5 separate regions of the Mus musculus genome follow, and regions 1, 2, 3 and 5 are each linked to region 4. Evidence: chromatin contacts called from public Hi-C and targeted proximity ligation data. All regions are on one chromosome and are shown on one strand. The core of a region is the stretch at or near the end of the contact, and the rest is flanking DNA. Distances in the headings are between cores, read along the strand shown.

What was found. Hi-C and Micro-C count contacts between places; a contact is called where the count stands out from the background.
Region 1: a targeted proximity ligation map of embryonic stem cells shows a contact between it and region 4, with 6 read pairs. A contact is called at or near these places in 8 of 39 promoter capture datasets (the HPC-7 cell line, cranial neural crest, embryonic stem cells and 3 more), 5 of 130 datasets of targeted methods (embryonic stem cells, large pre-B cells and stem cell-derived neural progenitor cells) and 1 of 9 other capture datasets (embryonic stem cells).
Region 2: a contact with region 4 is called in a targeted proximity ligation map of embryonic stem cells, with 11 times the contacts expected there. A contact is called at or near these places in 11 of 39 promoter capture datasets (the 3T3-L1 cell line, 3T3-L1-derived adipocytes, cranial neural crest and 7 more), 16 of 130 datasets of targeted methods (astrocytes, bone marrow-derived macrophages, embryonic forebrain and 4 more) and 1 of 9 other capture datasets (embryonic stem cells).
Region 3: a targeted proximity ligation map of pancreatic cancer cells shows a contact between it and region 4. A contact is called at or near these places in 4 of 39 promoter capture datasets (the 3T3-L1 cell line, HPC-7-derived erythroid cells, liver and 1 more) and 1 of 130 datasets of targeted methods (pancreatic cancer cells).
Region 5: a Hi-C map of B cells shows a contact between it and region 4, with 7 read pairs. A contact is called at or near these places in 5 of 39 promoter capture datasets (embryonic stem cells, liver and pre-B cells), 1 of 484 Hi-C or Micro-C datasets (B cells), 2 of 130 datasets of targeted methods (embryonic stem cells and pancreatic cancer cells) and 4 of 9 other capture datasets (adipose tissue, embryonic stem cells, liver and 1 more).

What each region holds. Positions count from the first base shown.
Region 1 is chr19:7,381,385-7,387,138 of GRCm38.p6, forward strand. 1700105P06Rik (RIKEN cDNA 1700105P06 gene) reads left to right here and starts at 1,619. Exons shown (of 1, transcript NR_045703.1): 1 at 1,619-2,177. It overlaps Spindoc (spindlin interactor and repressor of chromatin binding), which reads right to left and starts at 1,642. Exons shown (of 6, transcript NM_001033139.3): 1 at 1,288-1,642. The coding sequence starts at 1,417.
Region 2 is chr19:7,579,582-7,584,917 of GRCm38.p6, forward strand. The region is part of intron 4 of Plaat3 (phospholipase A and acyltransferase 3); the gene reads left to right. Among named protein-coding and RNA genes, the nearest start is that of Plaat3, 25 kb to the left of the region's middle.
Region 3 is chr19:10,630,220-10,635,495 of GRCm38.p6, forward strand. It overlaps Vwce (von Willebrand factor C and EGF domains), which reads left to right and starts at 4,014. Exons shown (of 20, transcript NM_027913.2): 1 at 4,014-4,364. The coding sequence starts at 4,255.
Region 4 is chr19:8,709,596-8,715,653 of GRCm38.p6, forward strand. It overlaps Slc3a2 (solute carrier family 3 (activators of dibasic and neutral amino acid transport), member 2), which reads right to left and starts at 4,302. Exons shown (of 9, transcript NM_008577.4): 1 at 3,747-4,302; 2 at 3,135-3,308; 3 at 2,239-2,333; 4 at 120-188; 5 at 1-13. The coding sequence starts at 4,152.
Region 5 is chr19:7,238,665-7,244,522 of GRCm38.p6, forward strand. It overlaps Naa40 (N(alpha)-acetyltransferase 40, NatD catalytic subunit), which reads right to left and starts at 2,558. Exons shown (of 8, transcript NM_027643.1): 1 at 2,274-2,558. The coding sequence starts at 2,279.

The sequences.
Region 1 (5,754 bases), core at 369-2,868, 1.3 Mb before region 4:
ACTGACTCCCAAGAGTTGCCCAGATCTCTTCATACTTGACGCAACTGACAAACAGACACAGGCACAGACACACACAACAAAGAGAACTCACTGCCACCTAACATACTATTCGATATTTACCTGCTGGCTACCACTGGATGCACACTTAAGAGCAGGGTTTCACTTACCCTGGTCCCTACTGTTTACCATTCTCAGCTCTGCCTGAAGCTATATGCTTGGCATATAGCTGCCCACTAAAGCTGAAGAATGAACCTCTGTAGATGTCTACTTCCCTCTCACAGTGATGAAGCCATCTTGGTTAAGCACTCTATAAACCAGCACAAGTAAAAAATAACCTGTGTGATGCACCAAACAGTGAGAGGAATGTGCCCCACCCCCCAATTTCCTAACCTTCCCTCCCATCTCCAAAAATGAGTTAAAGAAACACAATGACCAATTTGGTTCTCAATCTATTCTGGGTACTGTCATGCTTAAGGGAAACAGGTATTCCACCCTAAGGAAATATTTGCATTTTTCATGACTAATTATCTTCCACAAAGGTAGCTCTTTGTTTTCTCCTTTGGACCAGAGAGGCTGGGGAAGGAGGACGGGAAGGGAGAGCAATGTATTCCCAGATTGTCCCTCAAACACCTCCTTTGGTGACTAATCTCCATGTAGATGACATGGCTTGTTACCCACCCCCAAGCAAGTCCCGCTTTTCTCAAACGGGGTGCTACTAGCAATTCCATTCAAATGCCGGGTTTTAGACTTGACACCTGTGGCTCCTGAAACAGAAGGCCTAGAGGATTGAGGACGGGTGGAGGCTTCTACTTACTGGGTTATTTCCCCTCTCTGGAGGTCGCCAGCCGCGCCAGCCTTCACCTCCGTTATCACTACGGGGGACTAGCCTGGGGCCTAGAGGCCTGGTCGCCCCTCGGCCTAAGAAACAGACCGGAACCGGGAGACAACAGCCGGGCACAAACCACTGTACTGGGAATCCGGCCTCTACTCTGGGCCCGAGGGGGCGCAGGGAACCGGAAGACCTGAACCGCTCCTTCGGTGTGGATGGAAGTCTCTAGACCCTGAGCGGGGGAGGGGCGGCGGAGGAAGGGGGGCTCCGAGAGGCCTGGGATTCCAAACCCGGTGGGGGAGGAGCGAGGGCGCCGTAGCCGCGGACCGGACAGGGAAGGGCCCTCTGGGGCTGCAGATGCCGGCCCAGGGAAGCGCCTGGGGACCGGGAACCGGGGACCGGGACCTGGAGATCTAGTCCCGGACCACCAAGCGGAAGTGAGGTGTCCCCCCCCTCACCTCGGAGCATCGGCTCGGGCCGCGGGATCACGGCCACCACCACGGCCTCGTCGTCATCATCCCCTTCCTCACACTTGAGCGTCACCTCGAAGCAATCCAGAGCCGCGGCGCCCTTGGCTTTCAGGGCCATGGCGAGGCGAAGAAGGGCGACCGGATAGCCGAGGACGTTCGCACAGACCTCGGCGCACCGCCTGTGGCGGCCGCCTCCTGCCCCGGACCACCCCGGGCCCGCGGCTCGCCTAGCTCACCCGCCGCTCGCCCGGCCGCCCCGCCAGCCACGGGCTTCAACGCGTCACGACCCCGGGCGGGGAGGGTTCGATCCGGGGCCCCCAACCCCGCCGCTCCCTTTTATGGAGGCTCATTGTCAGCGTCCGTCCGGCAGTCCCGCCTCCAGACCAGGCTGGCCAATCACGTGAGGACACGCCCCCTAGCCCCGCCCCAGCCACAGGTCTGGGCCAGAACCCTGTGCAGCGCGTTTGTCTCTGGCCGGTTTGCTCGGCGGCGAAGCCTGGAGTTTTCCTGGGAGCGGCGCCGGCAGCCTTGGAGACCCGGTAGGGCATCCCCACCAATGGCTGGAGGAAAGGGCTGCTCGGCATCTTACTTCTTGGCTTTCCCCTGACTAGCTGCCTGCCTGGGAGGCAACACAGACGAGAAAAGACCGGTGGGGATGTGTGAAGGATACATAGGCTCAGAAGTGTGGAGACATCTCTTCTAATTTCTTTGGGCCTCGTTCCTTTCTACTAGCACATACGCTTTAGGGAAAGAAAAATCACTTTGGATCCTCCTAAACAAAGATTCTAGAAGATGAAGAGGACAAGAGTGGCGTGTGGGCGTGTGTAAACCGCTTCCGATGGATATAATTTACGTTAAAAACAAAACAAAACAAAAAACGTGAGTCCAGAGAGTGTGGCCTTTTCCCAGGACACAGCAAATCCCCTGAGAGCCTCCAAGACCGGGATCCGGTTGCTATGGCGCTGCTGCCTGGCATTCGTGCCTGAGTGAAGACTGTCACAATGGGCACTTACACTTCTGCATAACATCCCCTCCCCACACACATACACACACCAGACACGCTAGATTTCAGCTGAGAAACGGCAAAAATGTCTGGCACTCAAAATTCTGATTTTAAGTGCTACCAACAGTAATTATCAGCCCAGAAACAGTAATTGTGGATGATGTAGGAGGCTAGGGGACAGAAGAGAAACAGTTCACTTACCGTATATTGTGTGTGTGTGTGTGTGTGTGTGTGTGTGTGTGTGTGTGTGTGTTTGTGTGTGCGCGCGCGCCCTGGGCATACCCACCCCCCCCCCATCCACTGCATAACCAGCTTTTATTTTGTTGAGATAAGGACTCACTTTCATGTCAGTCTGACCTGGAATCTGTGTAACCCTGCTTGCCCCAAACCTTTTCCTCCTCCCTCCATTCCCCTGGCACAAGGATTAAAGGTCTGAGCTGACACCACATACAGCAGCCACAATAGAAAGAACTGAGGAAATTTCTATTACTTTGAAATGTACCCAGTACTAAAAAGATACTCCAAATCAAGCAATTTCCTAGGCCTGGATAGTTCTTACCTAAAGGCTGTTCTTTGCTTTTTGCCCAATGCCTCTGGGTAGGTAGTCTGTTCTGTTTTTGCAGTGGGCTGGCTACAGGACTCAAGCTTCCGGGAGATTGTGACTAAGGCCTGAAAGGCAAGAAAAAGAAAAGCCTGTTATTTCCCTCCCTCTGTCCCTCCTGAGTTCTAACTCCTCCTGAGCAGGTGAGGCTGTGTCTCCAGTGTCTTTGTGAGTCCTTGGTTTGTGTCACTTCCCTGTTGGGCTTCCAGCCCTTCTGTCACCCTGTCACTTGGGTCACCCTGTGGTTCCTATTTCTTGTTTGATTCCAAAGCGATGGGTAGCCCTAGTATTGCACCAGATTCTTATTTAATTATATATATTTGTTTTCTTATGGGTTGTGCACCAGAGTACTTGTCTGAAGGCTAGAGCAACAGCTTCGGGGAGCTGGTTCTCGTCTTTGTGTGGGCTCTGGGGATTGTACACTGGTTTGTCACTAGCCCTCTACCATATACTTAATAGACTAGTTCTTTGGCCATCACGAGTGTAAGTGACAATTTTGGAATTTTAGTTTCTTTGGGAAAATAAAACACAAAAATATAAGAATACTCCAGGCAGTGGTGGCCCACGCCTTTGATCCCAGCACTAGGGAGGCAGAGGCAGGCAGATTTCTGAGTTCAAGGCCAGCCTGGTCTACAGAATGAGTTCCAGGACAGCCAGGACTACACAGAGAATCTCTCTCATATATATATATATATAATTTTAATCCCAGGTGTGGGATATGGGGCTGCTTCGATTTGTCCACAGCAGCTGACTATGGTTTGCCTCATGCTCTAGCAGGGGTGTGATTTTGTCAGCTGCAAATAGTTTCTGCATTTATGTGACATTTGGAATTCTGAGGATTTCTGAGAGGGTATATAAATGGTAGGGTGGAATTTGTGGTGATAGTGGTGGAGGAGGTGGTGTATAGTTGGGGAGTTGTCAGTTGGTTTTTGGTCAGTTTAAGTAGTCCCACACAAAGAAGAAACGAGAAATTAGATATCCCGGTGGCAAAGATCAAACTTGCCCCAAGGAACCTGACACCCCTAATCAGCAGGAAGTAGTCTAATGATAGCATCATCCCTTTCTAACCTCCCACTTTATTCAGGGTCTCTTTCCTTTCCTTGATATCCTTTTCTCTCCTCTGTTGGCCTTCTTGCTCAAATAGAAAGGCATCCTGGGACTCAAAAGCCCAAGAACAGGGAAGCCCAGGAACCTCACAGCAGCTCCCAGAGGAGGGAATCCCCAGCTAAGCTAAGGAGCCTCAGTCCTGTTCCATTTCACTTCTCATTGCTTCTTGGCTTCTTTCTATGAGTCACAACAGGTAGCAAATTCCATAATAAGAGATTTATTGGGAGGATCAAGGGTGTGGAGGGCCCAGGGGTGGCTGCCTCTGCTACTGGGAGTGAACAGCAAGGAACTGACACAGGTTCTTACTGGGCAGAGCTTTCTAGTTAGATATTTCCAGGTGAGGATTGGTAGGATTTTTAAATCCTGAATTTGGGAAGCTCAGGGATTGTGGGTTTTGTTCAGACTTTTCAAAATACAAAATAATTGTATTTTGAGTAAACTAGTTATTTAGAATTTGTTTCACTTAAGGCGAGTGCACCACTTATGAAATCATGGCTTTAAAAAAAGATCTATTTATTTATTTGTTTATGTATGTGAGTGTACTGTTGCTGTCTACAGACACACCAGAAGAGGGCATCAGATCTCGTTACAGATGGTTGTGAGCCAGAGCAGTCAGTGCTCTTAACCACTGAGCCATTTCTCTAGTCCCCAAACCATGGCTTATACCTATCATTTCTACAAGACACCATCCTATCTTGTCATAACCTTGTTCCACACCATTAACAGGCATATGCTGTATGACTATTGTGAAAGCTGATGGTGGTGATCTCCTATCCCAGGGCCACCCCTCCTCCCTCTCTGGCACAGTTTCCTTTCCTCTTTCCTCCTGCAAGAAACTCCTGCTGTCTTGCTCAGTCACCAGGGCCAAGCCTTTTGTTCTCCCTTTTCTTGTGCTCCTGCCTCCCCATCGTGTCCATTTCCACCCATAATTTTTCCAGCGGCACAGCCAACTCTGCAACCTGTTCAGAAGCAGGAGAGCAGAGCAACCCCTTTTGTTTTCCCATTTCAGCCATTTTGTTGTTGTTGTTGTTGTTTCTCAGGATCCTCCACTTCCACACACAACTTTTCCAACTGCTCAGACATTCTTTCAACCTTTTCTGAAACTGAATATAAAAAGAAGGAAAGGAAAAAAACAGAAAATCCCCTCCGAAAGCAAAGTGGGATATATCCCAGTGGTAGTGATAGGCCAAATTTGTAAGTTCAGACTCCATTTTAGAGAACCTGGCCTATGTTTGAACTCAGGTAAACTAACAGGCTGGTACCTAGCACTAGTCTCTAAGTTGCCCCCCAACAAAACCCGAGCCTAGCTCCAGCCTCTAGGCTAATCTCCAACAAGTACAGTGTCTCCAGGTTACACCCTCAACAAGTCTCCAGGTTATTCCCCAACAAACCTACACCCGCAGGTTACAAGCCTGCCTAATGACCACCTCTGCAGAGGGGAGCAGAAATTGAGTTTATGATATGACTCCTGGCACTAGCCAATTATGTTAAAGGCCACAGTAGCTTTCCAAGTAGATGCTTGCACACTTATAAAGTTTGCCCCATAGACATTCGGGGCTCACCCACCACCAAAACTGTCCTGCATGACAGCAGCACGATGACCCCCACCCCCACCCCCAGTTAGTGTGAATACAGCTCCTGTCTGGTTTTTGGAGGATCACTAACTTTTCCCTGGCACTACACTAGCAGCTGCAATAATTTCTTTGCTTGTGTCTTGAAAAAAAAAAAAAAAAAAAAACTCAAA
Region 2 (5,336 bases), core at 2,485-4,984, 1.1 Mb before region 4:
GCCATTCATTTCAGCCAACTCATCCTTTTGGGCCTTCAGACCTGTGCCGTGTTTTTTCTGGAAGTCAGATGTAGCTGTGTTGGTGAGAGGCAGAGAAGTGGTTTGATGTGCAGGTTCATCTAGCCAACCTCCCTTAGCAGGCTACAGATAGCACTGTCCTCAGCCTAGAGGTGGTCCTGCCGTTTTCCCCCTTTCTTTTCTGAGACAGGGTCTCTGGGTAGCTCAGGCTGGTCTTCTTGCTTTAGCTTGCCCAGTGCCGGGAACCCAGGCAAGTGCTACCACGTTCAGTGTTGCATGGGTGAGAGATTAAGATGTGTGGTTATTCACATCTGTGTTTTGAAATCCTTTCTCTTTCTCCTTGACTAATGTGGTGATGGACAACAGGGACTCCCTTCTTTTTCATTGCTAGGGATTAAACCCAGGGTCTTGCCTATCATAGCTCTACCACTGAGCTAACCACTCTGCTTCCAGCCCTTTGGGCCCCGTCTTTACCAACTACGTGATCTTTGAGGATGTATTTAGTCAGGCCCCCCTCCACTTGGTATAGTAACTATGAGAACTGATTTTGGAGGATTTCATGTGAACTAGAGAGGAGTATTCTTTCCTATTTATTTATTTATTTATTTATTTATTTATTTATTTATACATCCCATTCACTGCCCTCCTTACCCCCCTACAGAGTCCCTTCCCCACACCCCTCCCCCTCTTTTCTGAGAGGGTAGGACCCTCTCTGGATATCCCTTCACCCTGGTGCACCAAGTCTCTTCAGGGTTGGGCACTTGAGAGGAGTATCCTTAGCATCCTCACAGGGCTGACTCGAAACATGAAGCAGCCGATGGATTACAGCAGCAGAGACTCCCAAAGCTCACTCTTCTTCCTTGGTTCACCCAGGGAGAGGCTGCTGGCCTCTCTGGGCCACTGTGACTTAGATGGGGAGACATTTGCTGACCGGGACAGTCTCACCTTCCTCTGACACTGCTTGCACTGACTGCTGTTTGGTGGCTTGGTCACTCTTCCCTACAGTGAGACATTAGGTATCTTCCAGTGGGCAGCATCTGGTTTCTGCCCTCCATTAGTTGAATACTGCTCATCGGCTATGACAAGGATATACCCTTGTCAAGGGCAATGGACATAGAGGAGCAGCAAGCACGTTTCTAACTAAGCAGGCGAGGAAGGCAATGTTGCTAGTGTTTGCTGAGCACTCCCGAGGGTGTGAGCCACAGTCTGGCTTTAGTGACATAGAACAGCCACTCTGAGGAAGGAAGCAGACAGGGATCTGAGACGAATGTCATTAGTTCCTGGTTCCTGGGTGACTGCAATAACGGTGGTGGCATACTTTTAATCCTAGTACTCCAGAGATAGAGGCAGAGTTCAAACTGGTCTACAGGGAGAGTTCTAGGATAGCTAGGGCTTCACAGAGAAACCTTGTCTTGAAAAAACAAACAAAACAAAACAAAAAAACCAAAGCAAACAAAAGGTAGAAAATGAGTACTCAGAAAGTCTGTCTATTTGCACAAGGCTCAAGGCCCTGTGGACTCAATGACCAGCAACCCTACAATAGTTACATTAGCTGCTTTTCTTACCACTGTGATCAAACATCCAGCAGGCTGCAGGTTAAGGAGGGAAGTTTGTTTTGGCTGATGACTGGCAGCAACCAGTCCTCACCGTGGGAGAAGGTGTGGTGGTGGGAGGTTCTTGCCGGGGTAGTGCGGGTCAGGAAGTGGAGGAAGGGAAATGCTGGTGCACAGCCTCTTTTCTTCCTCTTTTCTCAGCGAATGCAGTGGTGCTGTTCACATCCAGGGCAGTCTCCCCATGTTGATCCTCTCTGGACGGCCCTCACAGCAACACCCAGAGGTGTGCCTCATGAGTGCTTTAGGCATTTCTTCATCTGAAATCAATCATAATAACAGTTCACTAAGAAATGTTGCCTTTAAAAAGATCTTTTATGTGTGAAATGTTATCTATATATAGCACGATGCAACAATAAACAGTATTATAATTCCTGCTATGTGGCCATCTGTTAGTGGCCTCTGAGCTCCTTAATCACTAGAGGGAATTTAGTTAGGCATGTTTACAGGGATAGAAATTACAGGAACAAAGAGATTTTTGGCAAAAAAATAAGGCTCAAACATTTGGCAGGCAACAGTAAAAACAAAAACAAAAAACAAAAACCCTCACAGGCTATGTAAATAACAATAACTTTGCTCTGTGAAAGCATTCTTTTAGCAAACAGAAATCGGACCTGCAGTGTGATGTTGCTCTACTGTGATGCCCTTCCCTGCAGGCAGCTTTGAACAAGTGTTAATTTTCCCTGATAAGAGTAGAGACTTCTAAGCCGGGTGGTGGTGGCGCACGCCTTTAATCCCAGCACTTGGGAGGCAGAGGCAGGTGAATTTCTGAGTTCGAGGCCAGCCTGGTCTACAGAGTGAGTTCCAGGACCGCCAGGGCTACACAGAGAAACCCTGTCTCGAAAAACAAACAAAACAAAACAAAACAAAACAAAACAAAGAGTAGAGACTTCTAACCAGCAGGCAGAACTCAGTCTACCTAAATAAAACTTCAATTTAATTACATAGAACCTGTCACCAAGCTATCATAACATGTTCTTAAGTACATATAAAAAAGATGTATGTATGTATGTATGTATGTATGTATGTATGTATGTATGTATGTATGATCTGACTGTACCACTTTCTTAGTACCACCAGGACTAACTAGATACTATATTCATATCCTAACCATTCTCTTTGTGTACTAAGTGTGACCACAAACACTGGGGCTATTGTTGTGTGCCTCCACAAAGTATCTTTTGTCTGAACCAGCAGTATCAGCATTTGTTTGCACATTATGGCTTTCAGGAAAGAATGAGGCTCATGTTGTTCCTCCTCCATTATCTGCATTTTACCCCTCCTGATATAGAACTCAGCAAGGAAAACACTGGATAGAAAAGGTGTGTGTGTGTGTGTGTGTGTGTGTGTGTGTGTGTTCCTGTGTGTCTGAGTGTATGTAGAGGCAAAAAGTCAACTTCCAGTGTCATTCTGCAGGTACTGTCCCTATTTTTTTTTAAATGAACGAACAATCAAACAAACAAAAACATCTCTTGATGACTTGGAATTTGTCAACTAGGCTGAGCTGACTGACAGTCCCAGGAAACGGGTTTTTCTCATCTCCCTGCACTTGGGTTACAAATGCATGCCCCCATACTTGGCTTTTTAAGGGGTTCAGGAGATCGAACTCAGGTTTTTGTTTTACAAGTCAAGCACTTACTCACTGTTCCATCTCCCCAGGTAACTCCATAACACCATGGCTTGAGGCCAGCCAGCAGTCAGAGCTCTCTGGTTGGTAGTACCATTCACACTTGCATCCAAACTAGGTTAACAATGAGGGAAGGCAGGGGGTATAGAAGGTAGGCACTAGGTAAGGAGCCAATGAATAGGGTGAGGGCAAGGGGCTCATTAATGTTGTGAGATGACCCCAGTGGGCTGTTTTCAGTACCCACAGTCTGTTTCTACTTGGCATGGTCAGATTCCCTAGAAAACTCTTCCAGGCTTGAGTGGAGGGTGACATTCTGGGAACAGCAGAGGGGTCTTGGAGGCTCAATTTAGCATGCTCATAGTCACTCAGTGCCCCGTTGGCGGTTACGATACAATCTGGAATGCATGTCTAGACTTGCAGATCCCTAGAGCTTCTGTTTTACCCTGTCCAGAGATCAGTCACGCCTCTGCTGGGGCGAGGGAGGGGGTCCGTGAAACTGGAGGAAGTGCTCTCTCTCTCTTCCTTTTCACTCCCAGAGGAACCTGGGTGTGTCCATCTGACGGAGGAAGTGCTTTCTCTTCCTTTTCACTTCCAGAGGAACCTGGGTGTGTCCATCTGACCCTTTTAGGAGTTTCTTTCTTTAACACAGGCTACTTCTCAGCTTCTTTGTCCTCAGCCATAAGAGCTAGGCTCACAACAAAAAACGAAATGCCTCTAATTAAAAAGAAAGATCTCTGTGGTGCTGGGTAGTGAACTCAGTGTCTTCTCCATGGTAGGCTGTTGCTCGACCATAGCTGTCTCCCAGCCCAAACAAATGCTGTCTTTTATTTCAGTTAGGTTTTAGGAGGGAGTGGAATTTGACAAATGTTTAGCTTTTCCCTACACCCCCTCTTTTGCAATGCTTTTTGTCCTACTCGATAGCAGCTCAAGTCAGATAGTCTCACATCTGCATTACATAACTACCTTTACTAGTGGAATTTACTTAAGAATAGACAGATGGAGACCGGTAAGAATAGACAGATGGAGACTGGTGCCTAGACTTTAGGCAGAACCTGGGGAATCTTGTGGATGAGGGGGAAGAAGGATTGTGGGAGCCAATGGGGTCAAGGACACCAAAAGAAAACTCACAGAATTAACTAACCTGGGTCCATAGGGGATCACAGAGACTGAACCACAACCAGGGAGCCTGACTGTGACTGACCAAGGCCCTCTGCACATGTTACAGTTGTATAGCTTGGTCTTCATATGGGGCTCCTAACAGTGGGAGCAGGAGCTGCCTCATCTAGCCTCAATAGGAGAGGATGTGCCTAGTCTTAACTGCAACTTGATATGCTAGGCCTGGTTGATATGCAGAGAAGTGGGGAAGGGTGGGGAGAAGATCTAGGAGGAAGGGAGAGAGGGGAACGGGGGTTGGGAGGTAAAATAAATAAATAAATACATAAATAAATAAGAAAGAATAGAGAGGTTCAGTGGCTCACATTCTCCTGGAATCCCAATGCATGGTGGGTAAAGGCAGGACCAGGAGTTTAAGGCCATCTTTGGTGCTGGTTAGTTTTATATCAACTTGACACAAGTTAGAGTAGTTTTGGAATGAGAGAACCTCAACTAAGAAAATGTCCCCACCAGATTGGCCTGTGAGCAAGCCTATGGTGCATTTTCTTGCTTGATAATTGGTACGGGAAGGCCCGTTTCACTGTAGGCATTAACATTCCTGGGCTGGTGGCCCCAGGTGTTAAGAAAGCAGGAGGAGCAAGCCATGAGAAGCAAGCCTGCAAGCATAAGCAATGTTCCTCCATGGCCTCCACACAGGCTCCTGCCCTGCCTTCCCTCAGTGATGGAGCATTACCTGGAAGTGTAAGATAGAACAAACCCTTTCTTCTACAAGTTGCTTTTGGTCACGGTGTTTTATCACAGCAATAGAAACTGTAACTAAGACCAAGTTTGAGACCAGTCTGGACTACATGCAACCTTTTCTTAAAAAAATAAAAATAAAAATAAAAATAAATAAAAAGAGACCTGTGGAATAGAGGCAACTATGTCTTGACTCTGGTCTCTTGGTGAACACTGGAGTCCATACAAAG
Region 3 (5,276 bases), core at 2,764-5,263, 1.9 Mb after region 4:
AGTGTTGCTATAAAGGCATGCTCTACCACACACAGCTAAGATTTTATTTTAACCTCTGTGTGTATGTGTGTCTATATACATATGTCTGTCCATATGTGGACTTGTACACATTAGTGCAGGTGTCTGTGAAGGCCAAAAGAGGGTGTCAGATTCCAGAGCGGAGTTAGAGGTGGTTGTGAGTTGCCTGATGTAGTTGTTGAGAGCCAAACTGGTCTTCTGCAAAAGCAATGTACGCTCTTTAACAGCTGACCATCTCCCCAGCTCCTTATGTTGCATCTTATTTTATTTCTCTGGTTGGTTGGCCAGAGCCTGCTGTGCCTTTGGCCTAGCTATACAGGAATTGTGCATTTTGAGAGTCACCCTTTGTTCCTGTATGAACTGAGTCTCTATTCTTCCTTTGGGAATAAGGGATATTCTGTCCCAATAGTGCAGGCTTGATCCTAAACATACTCCATGGCTTCCCCCCCCCCCCGCCCCCAGGGTTTCTCTGTACCCCTGGCTCTGTCCTGGAACTCACTCTGTAGACCAGGCTGGCCTCAAACTCAAATCCACCTGCCTCTGCCTCCTAAGTGCTGGGATTAAAGGCATGTGCCACTACTGCCCAGCCCTCTTTGTGGCTCTTTTAAGACCAGTGTATGAGCTAGGCGCAGTGGCACAAATCCCAGCAGAGGCACTTGGATCTCTTGAGTTTGAGGCCAACCTGATCTACATAGTCCCAGGACAGCCAGGGCTATACAGAAAAACCCTTTCTCAAAAAACCAAAAACAACCAAGACCAGGCTTTGATAAGGTGTTTGGAGAATTGGGGATTTAAGTTAAGCTGTAATTTTAAGAGATTCTAGCTTACAAAGGGCAAGCAAGCACCTCAGCATTGAGGTGTGCTACCAAGTGTCCCGAGTCATTCGTCATTGCTGTTGTTTTCTGTAGTCAGCCTGCTCGGGTTCTGGATCCTGAGACGGGATCGTTAAAACTTTATCTTCATGCAGAGTCAAACTCACTCCACCAAGGTTCCACATCCACTTCTGAGGAATATGCTGTCTGCCTACTTGTGGACATTTCTGTCCCTTATAGAGACAGAAAAGAGGAGGTGTTAAAGATGCTTTATTTTGGGATGAGGATGGACTGAACATAGCTACAATGTGACACATGAAAGCTTGACAGTTGAGCTACATCTCCAGTCTGTCTCATTTATTTGTTTGTATTGTATATATTCACTTGAGACTGAATTCCAGAAACCCTTCGATGCTGGCTTTCTGCCTGCACACTCCCAAAATCCCCTCTTAAATACCATTTATCACTTCTCAGGGTGAAAGGTCATCTTCAGAGATCTCCAACCAGCTGGTTAGGCCACTGCATGAGCCATCCATGCAGGCACTGATGAGCCAGCTTTATTCCCAAGCCTCCAAAGGAGGAATCCTCGGAGAGACTAGAAACACAGATTCACATCACATGACCATTGGGAAGGGTCTCAAACCAGAGGCCTGAGTTCTGCAGCCAACATCTTGGATCCTTTTTTTAATTATTATTAGATTTTTTTAAAATTTACATTTCAAATTTTATCCCCTTTCCTCATTTCCTCTCTGAAAACCCCCCATTCCACCCTCCACCCACCCCAACCCACCCACTCCTGCTTTCCTGTCCTGGCATTCCCCTACACTGGGGCACCGAGCCTTCACAAGACCAACGGCCACTCCTCTCATTGATGTCCCACAAGGCCATCCTCTGCTACATATACAGCTGGAGCCTTGAGTCTCTCCATGTGTACTCTGGTTGGTGGTTTAGTCCCTGGGAGCTCTCGGGGTACTGATTGGTTCATACTGTTTCTCCTATGGAACATCTTGGATCCTTTATTCAGTGAAAGGTCTCTTGTGAAGTCACAGAAATGGGGAGGAAGCACCAAATGAACAAACATTAGTCCTGGAAGATGGACGGCTCATATAGGAAAGACTCAACTGAAGCCCCAGGACCGAACAGGGCAAGGAAGAGCAAATGAAACTAAAGGACCAACAGCTGCTTTGATGGGAAGGTAGATGCCAGAGGACTGAAGACACTGTAGGGAGATGGAATGCTGGGCTGGCTCAGAAAAGGGTGTAAGGGCCGTGCAGTGGTGGCGCTTGCCTTTAGTCCCAGCACTTGGGAGGCAGAGGCAGGCGGATTTCTGAGTTCGAGGCCAGCCTGGTCTACAGAGTGAGTTCTAGGACAGCCAAAGTACACAGAGAAACCCTGTCTCGAAAAACCAAAAAAAAAAAAAAAAAAAAAAAAAAAAAAAAAGAAAAGAAAAGAAAAGAAAAGGGTGTAAGGGTCCTCCAGTCCGAATTTCCTACTTTCTATATCTAGAAATCTACAGTAGGGCAATGAGGGTTTTGATCTTCCACCTGCTAGCGAGTGAGTTCTGCAGAGGAGAGTGTGGGGCTACAGCAGTGAACGGAAGTGGAGAGGTATGCTGGGTGATAAACAACAAATGTCATGAGCCATGAGGGCTGTAGTAAGGGGATTTATCCTGTGTGTAGTGGTTTCAGAGATAGCTTCCCAGGGATGGGAAGGAAGAACACCTGTCTTGTGACAGTAGCAAGCGCAGCCTCTGCCTTTTCCAGGCAAGAAAGCTGCCCTAAGGAGTCTGAAGGTCCTTAGGACTCGATGTGTAGGTACAGAGAAGTCACATTCATCTTTGGCACTATGCTTGCTGTGAGCTTGACTAGATAATAGAATGGGCCCAAACAAGATGAGATACAGGTCCAAATGTAAGTCTCGGTTCAGCCACGTGGGTTAAGGTAGAAAGATGGCTGGCCAGTTGTTATGCCAACAGCTAGTTGTTATGGCAGAATAACCTCCATAAAAGCAAGCAAGCAAGGAAGGAATGGTTTATCTGGCTCACAGGTGCAGCCATCTTGGCAGGGGAAGCATAGAGAGCCAGATGAATGTTAGCACTCACTTTATGGTCTTTGTATTTGGTCCGGCCCATGTGACAATGCCACTCACATTTAGGATGGGTCTTCACAACTCAGTTAAATCCTTCTGGAAACAGCTCTGACACACACAAAGGTTTATTGCCTAGGAGCTTCTATATCCATTCAAGTTGAAAATAACAATTAGCCATGGCACCACAACATCCAAAAGTACTTGAACTTTTCCTCTTACTGCAAATTAAGGGTCGGGGGACCAACAAGCATCAAACACCCGAGTTAACGTTTGCTCAGAAACTAAAAGGAAAGTGTCTGTGAGAAGGCAGCTAGCATCCAGGTCATCTGTGCACAGTTTATCTGTGGTCACCAATGCCAATGATCTTGGGATCAGCACGAGGCAGAAGCGAAGGATTTAGTCGTGCTTGGGAAGTACAGTTTTTAAAAACTAGTTCAGCCAATTTTTCTTATTCCTAGAAGTCTTTACACAGACGCTTGACTAATCCAGACTGGGTAGGGTTAGGCGGGGCTTGCTACCAGAACAAGGTAAAACTCGAGCCTTCTTTTCGCTTCCTCCCAACTAGATCTTTCTCAGTTCTATCATTTTGCTCTACATTCTTCAGCCTAAACCTCTTCTAGCCTGAGCCAACTTCGAAGCCTGAGCCCAAACACTGAACCTTCTAGTTCTGCGCCCCTAGCTCCCTTGCCACCTGCGCACTGCTTTCTTACCTCCCAGGTGAGCTAGGAAGCTGTCCACTCAACCATTTGACTCCCAGCAGGTAGCTTGTGGGTTCAAAACAGGCTAATGTCCTTTGGCAAGGAAGCAGACTAAACCACCAATACACTATCCTTACCATCTAGTGGGCTTGGGGAGAGTCAAAACTGCCTCGCTTCAGTGCCCTGGGTTTGAGTGTCCACAAGTCTCACCTACTGAGAATTCAGATTGGATTCTATGGAAACTCAAAAACCTTGTTCCTGAAGTTTCTTTCCAACTTGGTTCGAAGCCTTCAGTCATTCTGTGGAAAGCGACTCCCAAACCCAGGCTGGGGGTGTGGGCCGAGGGTGAAACCCCGCCCTCGGGGTCCCTGATCTTTGCTCCCGCCCCAGGCTCCACGCCTCCCGGAGAGGCACCGGCGGGCGGCGCTCCTTTTGTGTGTTTCTTTCCAAGGTGCAAGGACCCCCACCCCCACCCGCCTAGGCAGTCCTCCCCTAACCACCAGCCCTCTTCTCGTCGTCCTCAGTCCCTGCCAGCTGTGGGGGAACCAGATCGCTTCCAGGAGGAGGGACAAGGTCGGTAGCCCCCTCCCCGGTGCGGGACCTGAGCCCAGTAGAGTCCAGGACCTCTGCTGCCAGTCATGTGGGCTAGACTGTTGCTCCATGTCGCCTACATCTTGATCCCGTTGCTGGGGTCTTCAGCCCGAGGCTATACCGGGAGGAAGGCGCCAGGGCACTACTCTGCGGAGAGGTAAGAGCCCGGTGCCTTTCAGCGGCCCAGCCTTCTAGCGCCACTGCGTGGAGCTGGAAGACACTAGCATAGGGCAGCTGCTGGACCTGTAGCCTCTGTGGCGAGGGCACACCAGGGGTCTGGACAAAGAGACAGTAGTTTGTGCCAGTTGGGTGGCCCTGGCTGGGGACTGCTCTGGCTAAGGAATCTGGGAGATGGAGATCGCGGCTCCAAGGAATCTTGTACTATGGGAATAGGCTGACCCTCTGGCTAGGGAACCCCAGCACATGCCAATTGGTCTCAACTGCCTGGCTTTCTTCCTTGGTGGTGCGGGACCCCCTCCGTTTCTGCACACGTTGCTTTGGGGTTGGGGGTTTTCTCAGTGTCTCTTGCTCTCTGCACCCGGTGGACCTTGGAGCCACCGGTGGCTCAGGGTTATGCTTTGGTATCTGCGCATGTGTGCACAGGCCGGGGAGGCGGGAGGCCGCAGGCGACAGGCGGGAGGCGTGTCTTTCCAAACCCAATCATTTTCCCTAAGTTTGTCTTAGTCCTCTACCACTAAGGGGTGATGAGGGAGTGGTGATCGTGTGTGCGTGATGCTTATAGCAAGGGTACACGTTGTCAGCGGGTGGCCTGGCCCACGGCCACATCTTCCCAGGGGCGCTCAGAGGGGCTGCCCTGGAGGAAGAGCTTACCGCCCAGCACGTGGGTTCTGCGATCTCTTGCAGTTCCTGCAGATCTCCCACCACCTGTCTCCCTGGCATCACTGTGCCACACACGAAAAGCTCCTTGGGGCTTTCTGGTGGGCACCCTACCCTTGCCTATCTGAAGTGGAACTCCACCAGCTTCCACAGGCACCCTACCATTTACCACTTCGATGGCACCTCACGCCCCTTTCAGAGCCCCCTTTGGCTTAGCTATTAAGTTGTTCTG
Region 4 (6,058 bases), core at 3,052-5,551:
ACAAGGGTGCATTCTAGTAGAGAAAAGCAGAGTCAGAACAGGGAACACCACCTCGCCGTGGCTGAGACCCACTCTTCTCACCACAGCTTTTTGCCTCTCAATGCAGAAAGGGCACTCACCATCAGCTTTCCCACATCCCGGAATTGGAAACCATCCACACCGTCCTGCAACCAAGAACTCAGAGCTTCCTACAGGGGACAAAAGAACAGGCAAGATCAACATACAAGCAAGCCCTCACCTACCTCAAATTTCCCTGGGACCTAGAGTAAACAGGGTTCAGTCTCCCAGTGTCAAAGGTTAGCCCTTGGTGCCCCACCCATGCATTTACTGTGTAATAGCATTTGTCTATTTTCTGTCTTGCCTTTGGCAAATCACATACCTTCATTTTTAACAGCTACAGAAATGACCCAAGAGAAAACATGCACGCACAGCTCTAACACTTAACACTTAGGATGTGGGGTGAAAATGCCCTCAAATTGGAGATGAAGAAATTGGCTGAGAGAAGACGCGGCCAAGATTGTAACTGGGGAAGAGCACAGATAGGACCCTGAGGCAAATGTACTTGCTCCTCTCTTTGTTTCCTGAGGTTTAGAGTGTATGCTCTTCTACAAGAGCTGCTGGGAGCAAGGCCAAGAATGAGAAGTTTGAAATTCAAAACACAGCCTGAGGGCTGTTGAGACATCTGAAAAGAAGCCAGCTCTGTAGAACAGGCCCAGGCCTGAAGGTTTAAACCCTGGCTTCAACTGACAGCACAGAACCCAGCCCCACACTTCCTTTCTTCCCTTCTCACTTGCTCTCCCATCTTCACCTGAGGCTACCACCTGAAAGACATATCAGTAACTTTTCTTTCTGACTTCAGACCAGTCTCCAACTCACTGCATAACTGAGGCTGTGCTTAACTTCTCATCCTCCTGCCTCCCGCCAACTCTCAAGTGTAGGCTACAGGCTTTCTCTACTACTTTGAACTCTCTTATCAGTAACTTTTAACAAACTTCCTATTAAGTATAGGATCCCAGCACATGGGAGTTTAGGATTACCCTCAGCAATGGAGATCTAGAACACAAATCTCGCAGCAACTAGCAAGAGCCAAACTGGGTGATTATAGGAGTCTCCCCCACATACTTAAGAATCCAAAAGTGTCAGCACCTGCCTTTCCTTTGTTATGTCCACCCTGGACCTGCCAGTGTCCTAAAACGTAGGCATCAGAAGCTGGGATGACATTAGAAGCTTTACCCTAGCCTGGTGAGTACCAAGTTTAAGCCACTACCTCAAGGTAAAGGCAGACCAGAGAAGACTCCTTGAGACTTCCGGTTTGGAATACATGAAGTGACTGCATCTCAGTTTCTTCAGTAACAGATTGTCAGTAACAGACAATATTTTGTGGGTTTACTAAACAAATTAGAAAACAGCTATAAAATACTTGGGACAGGAGGCTAGAGAGAGAGCTCAGTGGTAATAGCTTCCGCAGAGTCAAGAGCTTGCCCCTTTTGCAGAGGAGCCAGGTTCAGTTCCCAGCACCTACGTAGCAGCAGCTCACAACTATCTGTAACTTCAGCTCCAGGGGATCCAATATCCTTTCTTGACTGTCCAATACCCTTTCTATTTTCTGTCTTGCCTCTGGAGACTCCTATAATCACCCAATTTGGCTCTTGCTAGTTGCTGGGAGATTTGTGTTCTAGATCTCCATTGCTGAGGATAACCTTAAACTCCCAAGTGCTGGGGTACCAAACATGCACATAGTGCACAAACACTCATGCATAAAAACAAATCTTAAAAAGCATTCATAGTGGAGTTAACTCTTTAAAAAATAATAAAATATGGGGGAAGATAAAATACCAGATACACAGTAAGACTCTAGTACTTATAATTTCAGACTGGGCTCAGTTCCAAATACATCAAACAAAAACTGGGAAACCAGTCAGGTCAGGGTTCCCACAGAGAAAGAAAAGACTTCCTATCACAAAAAGAAAAATTAAACTTCCAGTTCCAGACTGACATCTGAGAAATTCCCTTCCTGGCACAGCCTCACTTCTAGAGTAAAGGAAACACATACACACACACACACACACACAAAGCAGTCAGAACAGAAACAAGAAGAACACCGTGCACCTGGGCCTATCCCTCCGGCTATGGGAAGAGGTATTCCTGCTTGGGAGAACCACACAGTGCACAGGAGGCTTGCTGTGAATAAATCCACACAGCACCAACATCTGTATGCTGTCGGCCATAAAACCTCACCTTCATTTTGGTGGCTACAATGTCAGCCTGAGCAGGGAGGAACCACGCATTCTGGCCCTGGTAGTTGGGAGTGAGGTCCAAAATGATGTGAATGCCTAGAAAAATAACGAGTTGAGAGAACTCCTTTGGGGAAGAAGAGGAAACAAGGAACTTGAACACAGGTTACTAGGTGAACCTACATACGGTTTGCACAGAATCTGAAGGAAACCCACAAAAGCCCTCAGGTGGTTTTATACTAGAGCAGTTCCTCCTCCGCCCACACACACACACACACACAAGTTTCCATACTGAGGTTTTGGTTTCTTTCTTATTTTCCCCTCCCATGAAGTCAGGGTTCTGTGTATGTGGGCGGGCTGCCTGAGGATAAATAAGCCCCTACATCTCCTTCCCAAGTGTGGGGTTATAGGCACATGCTGCTTGTGTTGTGCTGAGGAATCAAACTCAGGTCTTCATGGATCCTAGACAAGCACTCTTACAAACTGAGCTACGTTGTCAGCCCTCTATAGTGAACTCTAAAGCAGCATTTGAATCTCTTCTATATATAGGATCTACTTTATACATTTAAAAGCCATTTATTTTATCGAGCCATGGTGACACACTTAAGTCTAGCACTCGGGACCAGGGGAGCTCTGTAAACTCTCATCCGGCCTGGTCATGGTAGTCAGGTACAGGCCAACCAATTACATGGTGAGACCCTACCTGAGAACCAAAACCAAAATAAATACATAAAAATTACGCTCACGCATGAAGCACATTTTTTAGTGTAAATCATAACATATTCCCCCTTGTGCCTGACACAAAAAAACTGAGCCAGTTAGGAGAAAAATCAGACAAAAACTCTATCCTGTTTCTGGGCCAGAATGCCAAACCCTTTCTAGTTCCTTAGAAAGACCTACTCTTTTTCTTGGCACTTTGTAGAAGGTCTTTAAAATCTTCCTGGGAGCCCAAAGTGGGATTAATCTGTTTCAGGTCGGTTTCATTGATTTCATCCTTCTGGTTCTTGTGAATTGGGCCTAACACCAGGCCCTTCACCTTCAGGGTGCTCAAGTACTCCAGATGGCTCTTCAGACCTAGGAGGAGAGGGTTGGGTTAACCAATAGGGCATGAAAAGCCTCCAGCCTCCACATTCTCTCCACCACTTCCCGACTCCCTCTGACGCGGGTTGGATCATGAGACAAAGTAGCTGACGCAAGGAGTCTCACACATTACTTCAGAAACTGGTTTGAACTGGCTCAGGGCCGCGTGGTTGGGGGAGGGGAGAGGAGAAAGATGATGTGCTGAGTCAGGCACCCTTAGGAAGAAGTAGGGGTCCGGCTAGCGTTTTTTTTTTTTTTTTTTTAAAGAAAGGGGGGGGGATTTTTGCCAGGGAGTCGTCCCAAAAAAAATAGGTTGCAGTAAAGAATCACCAGCGTTCTAGAGAAGACGAGGAGGAAGGAAAAAAGCAGCAGAATGCCCGATTAAACGAGGGATTCATGGGGGCAAGGGATGAGGGTGCACACCCTACTCACCAGCTATGCCTCCCGCATCCCGGCCTACAAAGGCCTGAAGGTCGCCGATGCGGTAGAGGGCGCCCTTGTGCCACCACCTCTGTACAGGCAGCTCACGGCAGCGCGGCGCCCGAACGATGATAACCACGGCGCCCGCCAGCATGCCCAGCCAACCGAGCCAGAAGAGCAGCAGCAGCGCCCAGCGGGTGCGCACCCAGCCAGGGCTGCCCGCTACCTTCAGTAGCTCCTCCTTGGATAAGCCGGTGAACTTGACCCCGGCCTCCGTCTCGTCCTCCGCCACCTTGATCTTCACCAGACCGTTCTTCTCCCCGGCCGCCGCCCCGTCCGCTGCATTCATGGGCTGCTTCTCCGGTTCTAGCTCGTTCAGCTCCACATCTTTCATGTCCACTTCGGTGTCCTGGCTCATGGTGCCTGCAGAAACGGTGACACGACACGGCCTGTAGTCAGTGAGGCAGCTCTAATCCTGCCTGGATCCCCGTTCAGAGAGGCGTCCCGTGGCCGTGAGGCTAGCAGAGCTTCCTAACTGCTTCTGCCGCTGGGCGGGTGTGGCGGCGGGGAAGTGACCCAGGACTCCGCCCCGGTCCGCCTCTTAAAGAGATGCAGAGAAGTCTTTTCGCACCTCCAGCCTCGCTGAATACTCCCGTCTATCCCTAACGCTTATTCCTGCAAGAGTCTGGGAAGGGGAGCTTGTGGTCAGAAACCCTTAGAATAACAAACGTGAATTTGTCTTGACCAGGTTTCAAAGCCCCTCCTCCGACCTTCCGGCCCCTTACCCTGCGAGGCCTCTTTTCTCTCCACAAGATGACACCAGTCTCCATCCACATCGTGATCCCTTCGCCCCAAGCACGGCTCAGGCTGATCTCCCCAACTTCACACAGACCTTGGCACTACATCTCACTTCTGCTTTACGTACATCTTCTCATACTCCGGACTTAGCTGAGTTCCTGGATTCTCCTCGGGGCTTACACGTACTCACCTTTCAAGACTCCTTGAATTTAATTCCTCAGGCAGCAACTATTTACTGGGCACCCACTCCAATCCTTTGCTTCATCAACTGCATAGGATCAACTCTAATCCGTTCTTCTTGATTTTAAAATTCAACTGCAGAATTGAAGTGGTCACTACCCTTATTATCTTACCCTAGTTACTAGCAAGAATGTTGGATTACTGGGAATCAGGCATCCAGAAGAGATTAATGGGGCTGTAATAAACATTCCGAAGGTATTGAGGCACCTACCCTTTTAATATACAAGCTGTTCTAACTCTTTTTTTCTTTTTTTTTTAACTATTTACTATTTTTTAACTATTTACTCACTTATTATATGTGACTACACTGTAGCTGTCTTCAGATGCACCAGAAGAACTATTTACTCACTTATTATATGTGACTACACTGTAGCTGTCTTCAGATGTACCAGAAGAGGGCGTCAGAACTCGTTACAGATGGTTGTGAGCCACCATGTGGTTCCTGGGAATTGAACTCGGGACCTTTGAAAGAGCAGTGAGTGCTCTTAACTGCTGAGCCATCTCTCCAGCCCCTGTTCTAACTCTTAACCACCTTGCAATAACTCTCAAACCCTCTAGTGTGCCGGGCTACATCAGTTGACTATGCTAGGCCCTGGAACCAGCTTAGTTCCCTCACACTTTGAAAGTTTCTCAAATTCCCCCGGCAGAGGTCCTTGGCAAGAGGAAGGGTAAATGGGGCAGACTGGGTTAGCAGCAGGGACAAGTGAAAAGTGAACATCAACTCTAGGAGGTGCCAACAATTTCAGGAACTTTGTGTTCCAATTAGGTTATTTTCAGAGAGAATCGGAAGGAAACAACAGGTCCTTTCTCCCTCTCCCCACGTAGGCCGGCAGCCAAGATTGCTATGTATTTGGAAGAAAGCAGAAGCCAAGGCCAGAACAGTAGAGAGGAAGGGATATGAAAAGTCTCATCACCTGCCACTGTCCTTTTGAATTCCCAAAGTCCTCCCCGGCCTCACTAGAGAAAAGTCTATACACCAGCTCCTAGGAAGAGGGAAGAGGCTAAGGGTCATGCTAGTGTTCATAGTTGATAAGAGTCCTACCTTGCCCTGGGCATGACAGATAAGAAAAGTCCAATGCAGAGTTTATACACAGCGTGAAAGCTCAAGGTTTGTGGACTGTGAAGCAGAAGCACTCCTTGAAAGGGTTTGATGAAATGCTCATTAGAAACATGGTGTTTCAATCAACCAAACTGAAAACAAGATGGATCAAACCAACCAGATGTTCATCTGGAGCCGGGCGTGGTGGCGCACACCTTTGATCCCAGCACTCGGGAGGCAGAGGCAG
Region 5 (5,858 bases), core at 1,308-3,807, 1.5 Mb before region 4:
TGAGAACCAACTACTAATTCAAGTCCTAGAGTTCTGACAGGTCTTCCCAGCCTCAGCTGGACTCAGCTCCACCAGGCAGGAGTAGGTTTACTTTACTTACCAGTGTGTGCACAAACAGGAGGCTCAGATTCAAATTCAGGCTTGAACCCCTTACTAGTCTAGGAGTCACAAAGAGAAATAAAAAGACAACCCACAAACAAACTCCACCAGTGGCTGCTTCCAGAAGAGATTTGACATCACTTAGGCCTCCGTGTCAATGCTTCCACCCAACTGGTTCTGGCAAGGGGAGAGATATATCCTCTAACTCAAACCCAACAGTAGTAGAACCCGGGAGAGGTGTTGTTCCACTTGCTCCCACTATCACTCAGCCTGGGGTTTAGAAGCAGGGTACTTCCTAGGGGAATGGGTGGCAACTACTAGGAACAACTGCTTCAAGTTATGCAGGTGGGGCATGGAGGCTGGGGTGGGGACTGATGAGAGTAATGGGAGTATTCCAGATCTGATCCAATGAAGGTAATTCAAGTCTCTGCTGCTTTGAGTTTTAGGCCAGGAGACACTCTGATGGGAGTTGTGAGAAACATCTCCACAGTATGAGCAATAGATGGGGACTCAAAGGAAGCCCAGTGTATCTGGGCCCCATGACTTCAGTGCCACCAATGAATAAGTACAGAACCTGAGGCATGTCACCCTCTTAGGGCTTTGTCTGCAGTGGCTGATTCTGGGCAAAGAGTTAATGAGTAATACTAGAAACTTGATTTCATTTAGCTTCAACAACAGCAGGGGCCTGCAACTGCTCACTAAAATTGAAGTTAAATATGCCAAAGTCTCTCAGCCTTGATTTTCTTCATATTGAATAAAAATTACTGTCTGAACTATGACAAATGCTTTGGAAGGTTTTGAGGTTTTTGTGAAGACTGAACTCAGGGCCTCACATATGTTAAGCATACACTCTACTACGGAGCTATGTAACCCCAGGCCCCTCAAGTTTTGTTTTGACATTGATCCCAAAATAAGTGTTTTGTCACAAGCTAGACTACTTTTGTCTAATAAGCTGATTTGTTTGTGAGAGAGGGAAAAAAAAAAATCTAGGTTAGTGACAGTAGGGACAAACCCAAAGGAATAAAAATAGCACCAATCTATTTTAGATCACTGAAGTGAGGCTGAGAATATAAGCAAAATAGCAGCTACTGCTTAAAGGCACCTAGTGGGCTATTTACATCCATTTTCTCATTTAATCTTCATCACTATCCTAAGAGGAGGTCACGTGCATCGCACAAATAGGAATAAAACCAAGCCAGGCCTCATCACCTGCAGGGTCATGCCACTAGCCGTTAAAGATGGGGCTGCCACTGAGGCACATCTAGTTTCAAAGTCAGGACTCGCTAAAAGTGTTGCAAATTCCACACGAACCCTATGATCAGAGAGTTACATTTTTAGGAGGGTGCTTTTGCCCAACCCTAGATCTGCATATCCCAGGAAAGGCCATGGAAATGCATCTTCTTGCTGTCAGACCATAACAGGTGGTTACTATACATCCAGGCTGGGACTATAACCAGCCCATCCCCCCTACTCATCTGTACACCTCCACCCCCTCTTCCATTGCAAGCCACCTGCAGTAACAAGACTAAGAACAATCCAACTTCTAAGATCCATTTTACTGCAGCCAGAAGCTGAACGGGCATGCCTGTGTGGTAAGGAAGACTACGTTTCATCTGAAGCAGGAAGAAGCTGGTAGCAGACGGTTCAAAAGTGTAGGGGAACTGGCTGGGCAGAGACTTGAGCAGTGGGAAGCAGATTCCATCGAGACTCCGGAGTCACCGGATGGGGTCCAGCGCCCAAGCCATATCAATGTGACCTTGGCCATACGCCTTCTTGCCTCCCTGCCTCAGTTCCCTACAAGTTCGGGTAGCAGGAAACCGCTAGGACCGTGACAGCCAGATGATGGGTGTCTTCAAGGAGCAAGGGGCTAATATCAGGGACGCAGCAGGGGCTCGGGAGTGGGGAGGCCTTCTAGGGGGTCAGAGAGGCAGGAAGGGGCACGAAGAGAACGGAGTGGGGGGCGGGGGGGAGAAGAGGGCTCCCAGAGAATTTCTGGGCTAGGCTCAACGCCGGGACCTTTACAACGAGGCGTGGGGAACTCTTGTCAAGTGGGGGCCGGGGGTCACGTGAGACTGTAAGGGGTCAGGGTCACGTGAGGGGGTTCACGAAACAATGAGGACGCAGAGGGTGAACGGCAGCTGTGGACTTCCCATTACTTCTCCAGCCTCACTTACCCCCATGGTGGCGGCGGCGGCGACGGCGGCGGCCCTCGGCTCCCCTCTCGCACTTGCCCGTAGGGAGGTGGCAACGGCGGAACCCGAGCGACAGCGAAGCGGCCGGCCGCGCACTACGCATGCGTCTCACAAATCCCCCGCGCGTCCTAGAGGGCCCCGCGCCGGCGCAGAACCGGACCAGAGTGGGCGGCGAGCGCGAAGGCGCGCAGGTGGAACGGTTGCCGTGCGCGCGGAAGGCCTGAGAACAGAAAGGCGGGAGGCGCGGCAGAGCGTCGCGCTAGGAATGACGCGCACGCGCCGGCCCCGCCCCCTCGACGGTCCGCGTCTGTAACTATGGCAACGACCACGCGGAGCGGAAGGGCGCGCGCCGGCCTGGAGCAAGCTAGCCTCGGAGCCACTTGGTGGGCGGTGGTGCGGGCTGCCTTCGCTGAGGCGCGCAGGCACAGCCAAAAGTCTGGAAGCATTCTGACTTCTAGAAGCTGACCCTTGGCATGCCTTTTCTAACAAGTCCTGTTATACCCATTCATCCTTCTCAACATTCGTTCACACGGCATTAACATGCACATACATTGTGCTGAACCCAGAGGATACAGAAGTTTGTGTCCTAAAGGAGCTTGTAACTCCTGTGTAACTAAAGACCTCAGGTGTTCTGGGTCCTATTTTTTTCAGTTTGAGCAGACATCTGGGTAGTGTGACCTCCACATGACCTGCATGGGAATCACCTAGGGAGATAGAGCAGTTTGCAAACCCTTGGGACTAACCCTGAAATCTGGGGTGGAGGCGGGAATCAAAATCTTAGCTTTCTTGGTTTTTTTTTGTTTGGTTGGTTGGTTTTTGTTGTTGTTGTTGTTTTTGTTTTGCTTGGTTTGGCTTAGGTTGGCCTCCTTGACCCTGCCAGCCCTGTACTGAGGGTCAAATTCATGGTTTCACACATGATAGAGTTCTGTCATTGAGCTACAACCCCTACTCCAGAGTCTCTATTAGCGCGGGCACACACACACACAAAATTAGAACGCCCTGGCTCCAGTCTTAAATTTAAAATTTTCAGATTTTAATCATTATCCTACGTTTATTGCTCAGAGAAGTTGTAGCCCTGGCAACGTGCAGCGAGTGCCTACTGCAGTGGTAGGCACTGTTTCAGGCAGCAAAGAAAACAATACCAAGCTGAGTGTGGTGGCTCCTACCTGTGATCCAAGTACTATGGAAGCAGAGGTTGGAGGACCATGGGGCTTGAGAGACAGCTCAGAGGTTAAGAGCAATGGCTACCCATCTAAAAGAACCAGGTTCCTAGGACTCATGGCAGCTTAGAACTATATATAACTCCAGGTACAAGGGATCTAACACAGTCACACAGACACAGTCAGGCGATCCCAGCATTTGGGAGGCAGAGGCAAGTGGATCTCATTAGTTTGAGGCCAGCTTGGTCTATAGACCAAGTTCCAGGACAGCCAGGGCTACGCAGAGAAATCCTAGCTTGAAAGACCTAAATAAATAAAATCTCAAAAAATTTAAAAAAGAAAAGAGAGAGAGAGAGAAGGAAAGAAATAGTATCAAACAGGAAAAAGATCTGCTGGTATTTTCTAGAAAGGAGATAATAAGCCAGTTAAATAAATAATAAAAGAATAGTATGTGCCCTGGGTACCATGAAGGAAAAGAAAGCCTGTCAGGAAAGGATTTATAATTGTATCTAGGATGCTTGGGGAAGATAACACGAGGTGGTGGTAGTTGAGCCAAGATCTTTAGGGAGTCAGAGAGCAAGTCATGAAGCTACCTGGGAGCAGGGCAGGGCATTCCAGGAGGGGGGGTGGTGTCAAACAGTCCCTGACTTTCCCTGCAGGTGGGAATGCTGTTAGTTGGCACTCCTAGCATTAAGTACAGTGTGGCCAGGGCAAATGGGACCTGCAGGAGCAGGATATGAAGTGGACTCAGGCAGGTAAGAAGCGTTTCTTTTGCAGCTCATAGACTTGCAGAGACTTGGGGATTTAGACCACTGCTGGAAACTGAGTGGAGGGGCCACCAGCTGGTTTAGGTGTTCTGAGGCCCACTGGGCTGCTGATTCGACAAGGAGATATATAGTAGAGGTAAGGTTACAGGAAGAGGAGTCAGGCAAAGAGTGAGATGCCACAGGCAGGTGGTTGCTGGGAATTGAACTCATGACCTTTGGAAGAGCAGCCAGCACTCTTAACTGCTGAGCCATCTCTCCGGCCGCTTGTTTGTTTTTCAACACGGTTTTTCTGTGTAGCCCTGGCACTTGCCTCCTGAGCTGGAATCAAAGGCGTGTGCCACCATCACCTGGCTAGGAAGTCTTCCTTTTAATGTTGTATAAATCCACCAGCCAGAATGTAAGAAAATTGATGAATCTGCAGTTGGCTCCTTATCTGGAAGTCAGAAAATGTATTGCTGAAGGTCACTTCCTAACACTCTGGAGACCAGGCCGCTGGGAGAGGGAGCTGAGGCGGGTGGGTGAGAAGACATCTGAGTGAACTTTTGGAGAATGAGGCAGGAGTCCAACAGAAAATCCTCCCTGCCGTCTGGCTTTTCCTCTGGCCTCTCCTGAAGTCACTGTCGTGGTCAGCTCTTTCTTTACTGATCCAATCTCCATATCCTTTCTGCTACCCTCGACCCACCCTCTCTCACACTTTCGGACTCATCTTACTTTTGGTTTTTTTGCAGTGTTGAGGACTGAAGGCAGGGCACATTGATTTGCCTCTAAGCTATATCCCCAGGCCTACTACAAGTCATCCAAGCAACCCCTCCCCCACCCAAGCTACCTGAAAAAGCCCAATATCTGATTATTGTCCCCAAGACACACTACAAGCAACCGTCTTCTTCCAAGGGAGGTCATAAGGGTTAAATGAGAGGGATACAAGGCCTCACAAGGAAAGTCCCCCTTTCCCTCTTCTCTGACCAACATCGTCCCATTCTGAGGATGCTTTCTCATTAACCATTCCCCTATGGTTGAAGAACCCCCTCCTCCATTCTCATTCTCTCTGACTTCATGGACAGGGACATTAATCCCTGGTCTTCCCCATGTCTGGAGTGGCTCTGGCTGTCCCTTCTACCTGCCCGCTGGATCTCCTTTTTTCTTGACAATAGGTCCCACGTAGTCCAAGATGGCCCCAAGTTTGCGTCAGAGCTCAGACTGGTCTTGAACCTCTGATCTTCCTGCCTCTACATCTCAAGTGCTGGGACTTCAAAAAGCTATATTCCCAGGCCTACTACAAGTCACCCAAGCACGCCTGACTTTTCTTCCTCCCTTTCCTCTAATGCGGCCACTCCTTCAAACAGCTATAGGCTTCAGGCACCCATTTATTCTCCCACTCATTGTTGCCTCGTCCCAGGAATAAGGGAGGGAAAGGTGTGTGTGTGTGTGTGTGTGTAGTGACAGGACCCCCTTCTAACCTACCTGGGAGTACAGTGGGGAAGGAGAGGCATCATAATCAGGTGAGTGTCCCCTGATTTCCTCACTCCTGCAACCCTGACCTCTTCCTAAATTCTGGATTTTGTACTTGTTTTAGTCAGGGTTTCTATTCCTGGACAAAACATCATGACCAAGAAGCAAGTTGGGAAGGAAAGGGTTTATTC